Linked DNA regions of Sus scrofa: region 2 is linked to region 1. The links are chromatin contacts, called in public promoter capture Hi-C maps. All regions are on one chromosome and are shown on one strand. The core of a region is the stretch at or near the end of the contact, and the rest is flanking DNA. Distances in the headings are between cores, read along the strand shown. Region 1 has its middle 17 kb from the start of FAM8A1. Region 2 holds the start of KIF13A (kinesin-like protein KIF13A).

The links. Promoter capture Hi-C pulls out the DNA fragments that hold promoters and counts their contacts.
Region 2: a contact with region 1 is called in a promoter capture Hi-C map of liver, with 7 times the contacts expected there. The contact joins the promoter of KIF13A here to the enhancer-like site in region 1. A contact is called at or near these places in 1 of 5 promoter capture datasets (liver), 5 of 47 Hi-C or Micro-C datasets (embryonic fibroblasts, fetal skeletal muscle, liver and 2 more) and 1 of 2 datasets of contacts at active chromatin or transcription factors (skeletal muscle).

What each region holds. Positions count from the first base shown.
Region 1 is chr7:13,359,998-13,362,697 of Sscrofa11.1, reverse strand. No RefSeq gene overlaps it. Among named protein-coding and RNA genes, the nearest start is that of FAM8A1, 17 kb to the left of the region's middle. Within about 2 kb of position 1,382, at least 3 of the 83 cell types and tissues checked have an H3K27ac peak or open chromatin away from gene starts, as enhancers often do. A contact at or near this core is called in liver, where this site is marked.
Region 2 is chr7:13,715,471-13,718,170 of Sscrofa11.1, reverse strand. It overlaps KIF13A (kinesin-like protein KIF13A), which reads left to right and starts at 1,327. Exons shown (of 40, transcript XM_021100220.1): 1 at 1,327-1,550; 2 at 1,829-1,919. The coding sequence starts at 1,496.

The sequences.
Region 1 (2,700 bases), core at 133-2,632:
CACCAAGTTGTATAGCAAATCTCTAGAACTCATTCATCTCACACAACCGAAACTTTATACCCATTCAATTTTATTTTATTTTTTTACTGCCCAAGATCCTTTTTCCCTCCAGCAACAGCACTGGGCTTCTGCTTTGGATTACTTTTGGATCCCTTCCGCATCCTTTCAATTCTTGTAAGAGTAGGTCTGTCCAACAAACACATTTCCACCAATCCACCCTCTCCTCCTTGCAACTGGGCTAATCAGATTTTTGTCTCAATAGGACTTGAATCTTTTTTTTTTTTTTTTTTTTTTTTGGTCTTTTTGCTATTTCTTTGGGCCGCTCCTGCGGCATATGGAGGTTCCCAGGCTAGGGGTCCAATCGGAGCTGTAGCTGCCAGCCTACGCTGGAGCCACAGCAACTAGGGATCCGAGCCGCGTCTGCAACCTACACCACAGCTCACGGCAACGCCGGATCATTAACCCACTGAGCAAGGGCAGGGATCGAACCCGCAACCTCATGGTTCCTAGTCGGATTCGTTAACCACTGCGCCACGATGGGAACTCCAGGACTTGAATCTTGAACAGTGAGTGGAAGTGGTTAGATATGCATCAGTCTAAGAAGACTGTTCACAAGTTTCTCCAAGGATTTGCACTTATTTTTTTTGCTCTGCAGCATCTCTGGCTAATCTATATGATTCAGATGAGACCAATGGAGCCCTCCGACTCTACTACGGGCATGTGAGAATATTCTATTCCCTAAGAGCCACAGGCTCAGGGTTAGGAAAGTGATCTGAGGTGGGCTGCATAGTCATCTCTGGGATTTTGGCATCTGAAAGAAGATACCCATGGTTCAAGAAACTGCTAGCTACATGCAAGGACGATATGAACCTATAGCTGCTGGTGACCATTTTTGATACTACATGAATTGACCTTGCCTGAAAGCGAAACTGACATAGAGAAAAGTGCAACTGAGAGATGGAGAAACAGAGAAAGCACTTGTGATATGTTTTTCTCTTGGATCCAGCTATGTCTGAAACTACCATCTTGAATTTTAGAGTTGCTCAAGCTAAGACATTTCTTTTTCCTTTGTTTCTGCTACTTACAACTCCAAAATAGTAATTCAGAGTGGGATTCCAAACTTGTTCATATTCTGTTTTTCTCCTTGTCAGGGAACCAAACAGCTCACAAGTACTCTCCTGCAGCATTTTCCAAGAGGTGGAGGAAAGTCTGCATCACTGTTTATGGCTTTTTGCAAGTATTCACTTTCAACAAACTCCCTTGGAGATGAGTCATAAAATATGGATATTGTACAGTCTTGGAAGCATTCCGCGTCTTTGGTTACCAACCAGTGCCCAGGTCAGAGTCCAGTGATATGAATGCTCTTTTGTTGGCAGGGAGCTATTTGCCACTGGGGCATTCAGCTCCTCATTATCTTAGGTCTGGCTGCAGTCATTTCAGGAGTACTAAGCACTGGTGGTTTGGTTGTCAGTTCTGCCTGCACCCTAATGATCTCTGAGGAGTCTTTAAAAGCCCCTTTTCTCAAGCTATGGTAGGGCTTTCAGGACATTCTGCTCTGTCATTCTAAGCCATGGGAAGGGTGTGCGACCCATGCTCAGCTAATTGGATGCGCTTACCTGGGTCTTGGGAACTTGAATCTAGTGATCCAGAGACGGCATAAATTTAATGCCACTGGAGATCCCTAAAAAAGATTGTTGATTAGCTCTTGCTACTTACATCCTCCTTTAATTTCAGAAGCTGTGATAGCCTGTGAAATTCCTCTTAGGTATAAGTTGGCAAGTGCTGGATTATGAGCCATCTAACTAAAGAACATGAATTGGATTCACCTATTGAGAGGTCACCCATGGCTTTACCTGAGTAGCTTCTTGGGATGAAGGGTAAAAGGCTGATTGAAGAGGTCATGGAAGGTGAGGAAGTAGAGATAGTAATTACAGCCTCATCTTCTTTTGGAAGAGAAGTTGTCAGGGAAGAAGCTAATAATTTAAACCATGATTGGATCCATGTTGCGTGAGGATAACTGAAAGGATTCCTAACAACCCGGCAGCCATGAAACTGCTGTTTTGGTAATGACTTATCTAATTTTTAGTGAGAGTTTAATCAACATATTTCAACTTTTCTTTTTCTTTTTTTTTCTTTTTGGTCTTTTTTTTGTCTTTTGGGGCTGCACCGAGACATATGGAGGTTCCCAGGCTAGGGGTCCAATCAGAACACTGGATCTTTAACCCACTGAGCGAAGCCAGAGATCAAACCCGCGTTCTCATGGATGCTGAGCCCCGATAGGAACTCCATTTCAATTATTTCTAGTAGTAGTATTTGACCAACCCACCTCCTGATGGCAAATTGGTTTTTAAAGTATACTTTAGAATAAAGGTTTGTTTGACCTGATATACTGACAGAAAACAATTTGGAAAAAAAAAAGTGTCACCACCACCAGAGATTTCATCTGAAAATATGTTCAATGCACCACATGAAGGATTAAATGTAGAAAAAAATTTTATTTCTAACTTCTAGAAATTCACATGCAAGGCCTCCTTTCCTTCTCTAGCCAAACTTGGAGGGAATTGTTTTATGATGCTTTTCTGCCCTCCAGTGGTCGCCAAGCAGCATTAAGAAATTTATCATCTGCTTTTAAATATTGTACAGCGTAAGAATACACTTTCTTCATCATAGAACTTTTTCGTTTAGGAATTCAAAATGATT
Region 2 (2,700 bases), core at 78-2,577, 360 kb before region 1:
TGTGGCAATGCCGGACCGTTTAAACCATGGTGCTGGGCTGAGGAATGGAACCCCAGCGGACACAGAAACAAGGCCGGACCCTTAACCCACTGCACCCAGCCGGAACTCTCAGTTGCAGTCTTAGGCATTCAAGGATTTCATGATGTGACAGAGAATGAAGGGAGGGGTGGTGATGAAAAAAGAAGAGTAAGAGTGGGGAGAGAGTCAAGCTCATACTTGGCACCAGTTGGAGACAGAATTGAAACTGTCATCGCATCTGCTACACAGTCCAGCGTCATATCTGATTCCGTGCTATTTTTCCCGCCACAGAGTGCGCGTCTGCAGCACAAGACGCATAACTTTATTCACGCTTTTGTGTGTCCTCCGCAGCACTTTGCACACAGTTGTTCCCAGTACAATTTCCATTGACCTTAAGGATGGTTGAATTCCCACAATCAAGCAAACTGGAACGATTTCCCTAGACCTAAATCTAAGGTTTTAGACTTTTGTACACTTCAAAATGCCTGGCACACAGTAAGCGCCCAATAAGCACTTGTTGAGCCGCACAGAATACATCAGATTCGCCCAGTTCAGCCCTGGCAGAGAGGTCGGCCTCTGGCAGGACGACAAAATCCATGGCTATTAAATTGTTATGTAAGAGTTAATGACCCTCCTGGCCCACTTGACATCTCTCCGGCAAGAGAAGTGCAAGGGCAGGGAAAGGAAGAGAGAGCAGTATTTGCAAACACTCTCTCTCTCGGTGGTAGGGGCACAGATTGATTTCTAGCCTTGGTTCACCATAAGGATCTGAAAACACCGCTGCGCGCGCCAGGCGGTGCGGGGCGGGAGGAGCGGGCGGCGTGCTGGCATTTCGGTTGAGGCGCATTCCCTTCCGTGGGTAAGGCCTGCCCACCCGGCACGCCCAAGGGCGCTGGGTCTGCGGGTGACAGCGGCCCCAGAAGGTGACTCGAGTTCTAGGCGGTGCCCGTGGGGTCCCCGCTGGCTCGGGTGCAGGCCGGGCCCGGGGAAACCGGGCGCCCCGCCCCGGGTGGCAGCAGCCCCGAGCCCCCAGCCGCTCGCCGTCCCCTCCCGGGTATCCGCTGCGCTCCAGTGGGCGCCGCCGGGCCCGGCTTCCCCGAGCCGGGGGGCGCGCACGCCGCGAGGCGCGGAAGATGGCGGCGCGGCCGGGACCGGGGTGGCCGCGAGGGGCCGCGGCGCTTGGCGCTCGGCTGGGCCGGCGCGGCTAGAGCGGCGCCTGGGCCCGGGCGGCGCGGCCTCCTCCCCGCCCGCCGCCGCCGCCGCCGCGCCCCGCCCCGCGCGCCCGCCCGCCTGCCCGCCCCTCCCCGGGCCGCGGCCGTGCCCCGCGTCGCGCTCCCCCGGGATGGCCCGCGCGCCTCGGCGCTGCCTCTCGGAGCACACGGCGGAGCGGCGGCGGCCGCGCTCGGGGGGCGCGCGGCTGCGGCGGCGGCGGCGCCGCGCGTGAGGGGCCGCCTCGGGCCGAGCGGGCGCCGCCAACATGTCGGATACGAAGGTAAAAGTTGCCGTCCGGGTCCGGCCCCTGAACCGACGAGGTGAGGAGCTTTCCGCTCGTTTTCGTGTGTGGTCGGGCCGAGGGCGGGGGCAACTTTGGAAACTGCGGGGCCGCGGGGCTGGGGCGGCCGAAGCGGAGCCGGGGTCGGTGCGCCCGGCCGGAGGCGGCGCCCGCACCGGTCGCGGGACCCGGCGCGCCGGCTCCCGGCTCCCGGCTCCCGGCTCGGCCGCCTCCCGGGGGAGCCCGCACGGCGCACGAAAGCGGGCTGCGGGCGCGGATGCTCGACTTTGCAACGTCCGTTTTGCCTTTGGCTTTCAGAACTGGAACTGAACACCAAGTGCGTGGTGGAGATGGAAGGGAATCAAACGGTCCTGCACCCTCCTCCTTCTAACACCAAACAGGGAGAAAGGTAAAGCGGGTGCCGAGAGGGCGGGCGGGAGGGTCCAGCCCCGCCGCCTCCTGCAAGTTTGAGCCAGGAAAATGGGAGTGCTCTTTCCTATTGTTAGGAGGTCGGCTTCAAGTTTGTCGCACGCTCCTGGCTGAAGCTGTGGCAAGTCCAAGTTCCTCTCTCCTCCCTCTGCCCCCCTCCTCGTTGTCCCCTCCCACCTAGAGCGGCATCAGGCTGCGCCCCCAGGCCAGAGCCGGGACCAGTCGGCTGTGCCTCCTGTCGGGTTCGAGGCACCCAGAGAGTGAGGGAGCAGGATGGGACCCTTGAGACAATGAGTCCAACGGCCACATTTTACAGATGCGAAAACTGAGGCCTGAGTTGGGCAGATGACCACCCCAAGGCCTGGTTCGTGGAACCCAGTGCCCTTGGTTCTTTCCACCCCTGCTCTGTTTGCTTTATTTGGCAGAACTGTTAAGGAACTTTGTGTGTAAAATGAGAGGTGGGAAGGAACACCCCCACAATAAAGCAAACAGTATTGTACGACGTAGGCTCAGGCCTGGACCATTTAAAATCTTTTTTTATTTTTTATTTTTGGTGCTGGGTTGAAATAATGCTTGAAGGTAATGCGCGAATTTTGATTTTCAAGGAAACAAAAGTAGTGCCCCGAGCTGTATAGACGATGGGGGGGCATGTTTAAAAGGGGGCTGTATTTACTAGATGGCAACATATTTGCATTTGAAAAGTGACAACTGTTGGATCCTTATTAATTCAGCTCTATTCCACGCAGTAGTATGGGAAAATG